Regions from separate parts of the Gasterosteus aculeatus genome. Here region 1 is linked to region 2. The links are chromatin contacts, called in public Hi-C maps. All regions are on one chromosome and are shown on one strand. Each heading gives the region's core, a stretch centred on a gene start, on an enhancer-like site or on the middle of the called end of the contact. The rest is flanking DNA. Distances are from core to core; before and after follow the strand shown. Region 1 holds the start of mrps5 (mitochondrial ribosomal protein S5). Region 2 overlaps slc8a1b (solute carrier family 8 member 1b).

Region 1 (2,850 bases), core at 117-2,616, 88 kb before region 2:
CAGAACCGGGGAGTTCAGACCGGGCCACAGAAACCCACCGCGACCTGGGGGGGTTTGGGGGGGTCAGGGACACGAGTATGAACACAGTTCTGATCCTCCTCCAGCTCCTCCGTGGAGGATGAGAGAGTAACGACTTGTCCAGAAGGATTGCAGCTTTCAGAAGAATCATGAGCAGCTTAAACTAAATATCAGACAGACAGACGGAGACAGACGGATGTCTCACCTTCTCCAATGATCTGTCCTCTGTTCAGGTCTTTCTTCATCTTGCGTTTGGTTCTCTTTCCTCGGCCTTTCCTGGCACCAGAACCCGACTCCGCCAACACGCCTTTCCACAGCTCGTCAGCCGTCACTACGCACACGCACACACACACACAGTGAGACATCTGTTCCTCGCACATTGCTTGGTTCATAGTCCCCGTCGTCCCAAACACTCACGCTTGTTGAAGAAGCTGCCCTGCCTGCTCTGCTGCCACGCCGTGGGGGGACACCGGGGGGCCGCGGGGCCTCTCTGCAGGGGGGCTCGGCTCGCCAGCTGGGACGCCTGGACGACTCCTCGACCGCAGAGCAGGGGCGCTGCACCTGAGGGGCGGGACAGAGGTGCATTGTGGGAAAGGCCTCACGAAGCCTGAACCTGGAGAGATTAAATCACTCAGATGAACGTAGGAGCTGCAGCAGCATCAACCCAGCGAGGGACAGTGGATGTCGGTATTTAGCTGGTTCACAGTGAACCGGATTAAAGAACATGGACTCAGACATCACGTGACTCTTGTTTCCTACATTTACTAATAAGCACCGAGGTGTTAAATTGACACTATTTAGAATGAGGTTTGGTGGCTATTTTCTATTCAGGTCTGCAGTACGAACACCTGTACTTACATCACTTACATCACTTACATCACTTACATCACTTATATCACTTACATCACTTAAATCACATCAACGACAGAACCACCTAAACGAAGGATTTCTGAGCACGTCGCGCAGCGGCGACCGGCTGGTCCGCGGTCAGTCAGCGGAAATGACGTCATTAATCAAACGTCCCACGTGTCAACTGACGCACGTTATAAATAATACTCCGACCATCACAGAGAGACGTTCATTAAAGCTGCGGAGGAGGAATCAACAAAGAGAATTCACCTCCGATGGAGACGCGGAGGACACAGCACAGCCGGATGGACGCCGCCATGTTGGATTTACGAAGGGTCCTTCGGCGGACAACAAGGCGTCTAAACTCCGCCTGTTGAAAAGAGGGAAAATACACACCGGGTTTGGGGTTATTTGATAATCCGATTCAGCCACATTCCGAACAGTGTCACCTCGGCTTTAGCTGGACGGACCAGTGGAGGCTGATCTACACTATTGTCTCACGTTTTAGGGCCCCGGTACGTTTGAATAATTGTGACTTAAAGGTTCCACAACAGAAACAAACATGCTTTGTCTCGTTCTAAAATCAAATCAAAAATTAACTTTGATCACATATTAAAAATGTCAAGCATGTTCCTAAAAACATGAGTTATTTGAGTAGTTAATTGCAACATGAAACAACTGTTTGATGAAAAATATACATAAATATAAACGAGACGGGAGTTAAAGCAGATAAATTATATAAAAATAAATATAACAATGTACTTCACTTTGTAAAAATAATTAAGAAAACAGTCTTAAAATCATCTGAATTAAAATATAGTATAAAAACACACAGTAAATATGCTTGTTCTGTTCGTCTGTCTTCCTTCTCTCATACTACACACACACACACACACACACACACACACACACACACACACACACACACACACACACACACACACACACACACACACACTTTGTCCTCTTCACAGTTTTTTGCTTTGCTCACTTTGCTGCTAATTTCAGAACCTTGATGCCATTTTTCCAAACTCTTGATATAAAACTCACAACCAATGATCAAACTGCATATTTTCAAATACACAAAAAACTAAGATAATTTGTTAATTGAACTAAAATCACCTGTTCAATGTGACTCAATGTGACATCAAAGTACTATTTCAAAATGCAATTCCTGCGTTACGTCCATTCATTTCATTACATTGATCAAACTGCAGTATTTGCTGCATAAGCCTCAGATGGTTTTATGGATACTGACCAACAATATCGTTTAGACCGTGAGGTTTCATTAGTGTGGAACATGAAGCGATGTGGATGTGATATTTGATCATCATTCTCTATCAGACACTGTTTCTACCGTCCATGTAGCACTCTTCACCCCATGCTGCCGTTCTGTACGTCCATCCAGGACCTTGATTCAAGTAAACTTATACTGTGATTTTATTGTATTTCAGTCACATTGTGTTCAATGATCCCACTGTGTGTACTCTTCTTTCTACTACAGTAGTACTTTTACAGGGATGTATTTACATTCAGTACAGTAATGAAACCTGTATAGTCTATTTTTTACAGCAACATTGATTGATTGATGTACAAACAGCCACATAGTGAAACTATGGTATCTTTTATGTAGGTGATCTAAATGAATGTTCCTGTTGTATTTCATGATAAATCCGTTGTTTGAACCGATGAACCTGCAGGTGAAAGGTTCCTTTAAACATCTGATCGTACAATGTGTTGAACGTTGGAGAGCCGCTGTTACAAGTGAAGACTTGACATCAAAAATAACATCACGGTTCTGAAAATAGCATCAAAGTGATTATGAGAAACATTGGCTCAGTTAAACCCTCTTCAAGCTGTCTTTGTGAGGAGGTCCCTCCGTAGGCCGTGAAGGCTCAGAGCTTCGTACGGAGACTGTGATGGGAGAGGATCATCTAGCGGGAGAAGCCAGCAGGCTTTTGTCTGCTGAGATGCACGTTGCGT
Region 2 (2,700 bases), core at 99-2,598:
TAGGAGGAGCATTCATTGACATCTTGTAGAGGTCTAATGTTCTCTGGTGTCTCCTCTCAGGCGATCTGGCCTCTCACTTCGGCTGCACCGTCGGCCTGAAGGACTCCGTCACAGCGGTGGTGTTCGTTGCCTTGGGAACGTCCGTACCAGGTGAGAGGCGGCGTCTTCTCATCCTCTCGTACTCACACGACAGTGGCCCTGAAGGTCCTGCTGTTAGACCGCTCTCCTCAGGAGGTCTGAGCTCCTCAGCCACTCCGCCACAGAGTAAAACCTCCACGTCTTTAAGTCCTCTCCTGTTCTCGGTTCCTCCCGTTCTCCCTCTGAGCAGAACCTTCAGAACATCACCAAGGTCCATTCAAGTAGCAGTCACGTGACACAGCAGCAGCATGTAAATGTGCCCTTGGAGATGTTTGAATATATATATATATGTGTGTATATGTATATATATCGAAGGAGGTCCTTCTGAAAAGGAACGATGGAATTTTTTAGCTAACAGGAAAATAAATTAATCTTCTAACCGATTATGAAACAGTCACCTAAATTAAATTATATTATATGTATTAAATTATATTATATACAAAACCATCAGTGAAAGTTATTTAAATTAATTAAAAAAAGTGTGATTTAACTTGACATGGTCTCACACACACACACACACACACACACACACACACACACACACACACACTTGCACTGGGAGCTATTGCTATTAGCATATAGCTATCCGTCATCCCAGGCTCAGGTGGTCACTGCCTCCCATTTAGGGAGCTCAGGGGGAAAGAAACTAATGTATTTCATACCATCATACACACATATATAGACTTTCATACACACACACACACACACACACACACACACACACACAGCTGCTTATGATACAGAAATACACACATGACCACACAACGAGTTGAGCTGCAGAAAGGAAACAAAGTGGTTCGGCCTTTGTGAGGCTTTCAGGCTTGTTAACAGAGCCTCCCATGGCCGACACACACACACACACACACACACACACACACACACACACACACACACACACACACACACACACACACACACACAAACACAAACACACACTCTTAAGCCCATCAGAGCTGTGAAGCTTTAAGGTGTATGGGGAGATCTATCCTCCCCCTCCTCTTCCTCCTCCTCCTCCTCCTCCTCCTCTATTACATCACCAGCGTCGCCTCTCACTGTCTCCGCTGATAAAAGCAGGACGCCTCATGAGACCAACGAGGGGACAATAGCGAGGACACGAGCGATACCAGCTGACCTCATGTGGTCCTCATGTGGTCCTCATGTGGTCCTCATGTGGTCCTCATGTGGTCCTCTCTCTCTCTCAATGAGGGGCTGCTGTAGTCTGGCAACCAGGAGAGTTATTATTCTACCATCAGGGTGTAAACAGATCACCCCCCCCCCCAACAGAAGAATAGCATCATCAGGTTTACAATGTTTACTGAGGGAATAAATGAAGAGAGAAGTAGAGTCAGTAGAGTCGCCCCCTGCTGGTCACCACATAGAATGCAGCTTTAACTCTAGAAGCTTTGACTGAAACTTCTTGGAAAGCTTGAATGTTCCTGCTTTTTCTCCCTCAGACACTTTTGCCAGCAAGGTGGCCGCTACCCAGGATCAGTATGCAGACGCATCCATCGGTAACGTGACGGGCTCCAACGCCGTCAACGTGTTCCTGGGCATCGGGGTGAGTCCCGCCCACCTACGCTGGTCATACTGGGGAATTCAACCGTGTGAGTGTTGCCGTTACTCAGTCGTTGTGCCCCCCCCCCCCCCCCCCCCCCCCAGGTGGCCTGGTCCATCGCCGCCATCTACCACAGCAGCAAGGGGGAGGAGTTCAGGGTGGACCCGGGCAAGCTGGCCTTCTCCGTCACGCTCTTCACCATCTTCGCCTTCATCGCCGTCGGCACGCTGATGTACCGACGGCGGCCGGAGATCGGCGGGGAGCTGGGGGGGCCGCGGACGGCGAAGGTGGTGACCACCATGCTGTTCGTCAGCCTGTGGCTGCTCTACATCCTGTTCTCCTCGCTGGAGGCCTACTGCCACATCACGGGCTTCTAGGAGGGGGGGGGGGACACGGGAGGCGTGAAACCATCGATCTATCACTGCCTCCCTTTACGCAATAGATTGATTGACAGGTGAATGGATGTACAGACGGAGAAATGGACGACGCATTGGAGCAGACGGAGACAGCGTGGACGGAGAGACGAGTCCGGAGAGCGAGAGGAGAGAAGAAGAAGAGTAATAAAATAAGGAATAGTTTTTGTTGTGTTGATCTATAAATCCAAACCAATCAGGTTGTTCTTAACCCGCCGTGTTAAATACATTAAACTAATCGACCAGGCGCACGCAAGACGAGCGCCGCGTCCTCCAACCGTACTCCCGTCTCCAACCACAGCAAGAGACCCTGGAGGACACGTCAGGGCGTCCCTGCATGGCCGGACGCTCAGACGGAGGACACACCGCCGCCACTGTTAAGCCACTACAAGCCGCGTGCGTCCGCGTGCGTTTCTGTGCTCGTGTGTCGAGGGAAAGACGGTCGAGTCCTGTGAACAAAATACGACCAAAAAAAAAAAAAAGCAAAAAAACGGCTCGTCTTGCCGAGACGGACGGCGCCTTCTCTTCGGAGGGAGGGCGCATTCGATTCGAGCACCAGGTGCGACCTGCAGGTCCGTTGCCCTTGTGAATGTC

Evidence for each region. Hi-C and Micro-C count contacts between places; a contact is called where the count stands out from the background.
Region 1: a Hi-C map of skeletal muscle shows a contact between it and region 2, with 1.8 times the contacts expected there. The contact joins the promoter of mrps5 here to the enhancer-like site in region 2. A contact is called at or near these places in 2 of 6 Hi-C or Micro-C datasets (liver and skeletal muscle).

The regions. Positions count from the first base shown.
Region 1 is chr6:20,067,310-20,070,159 of fGasAcu3.hap1.1, reverse strand. It overlaps mrps5 (mitochondrial ribosomal protein S5), which reads right to left and starts at 1,366. Exons shown (of 12, transcript XM_078104316.1): 1 at 1,138-1,366; 2 at 436-579; 3 at 224-349; 4 at 1-44. The coding sequence starts at 1,186.
Region 2 is chr6:19,979,774-19,982,473 of fGasAcu3.hap1.1, reverse strand. slc8a1b (solute carrier family 8 member 1b) reads left to right here. Exons shown (of 11, transcript XM_078104314.1): 9 at 61-150; 10 at 1,593-1,696; 11 at 1,798-2,259. The coding sequence ends at 2,070. Among protein-coding and RNA genes, the nearest start is that of LOC120821084, 20 kb to the right of the region's middle. Within about 2 kb of position 1,348, at least 2 of the 9 cell types and tissues checked have open chromatin away from gene starts, as enhancers often do.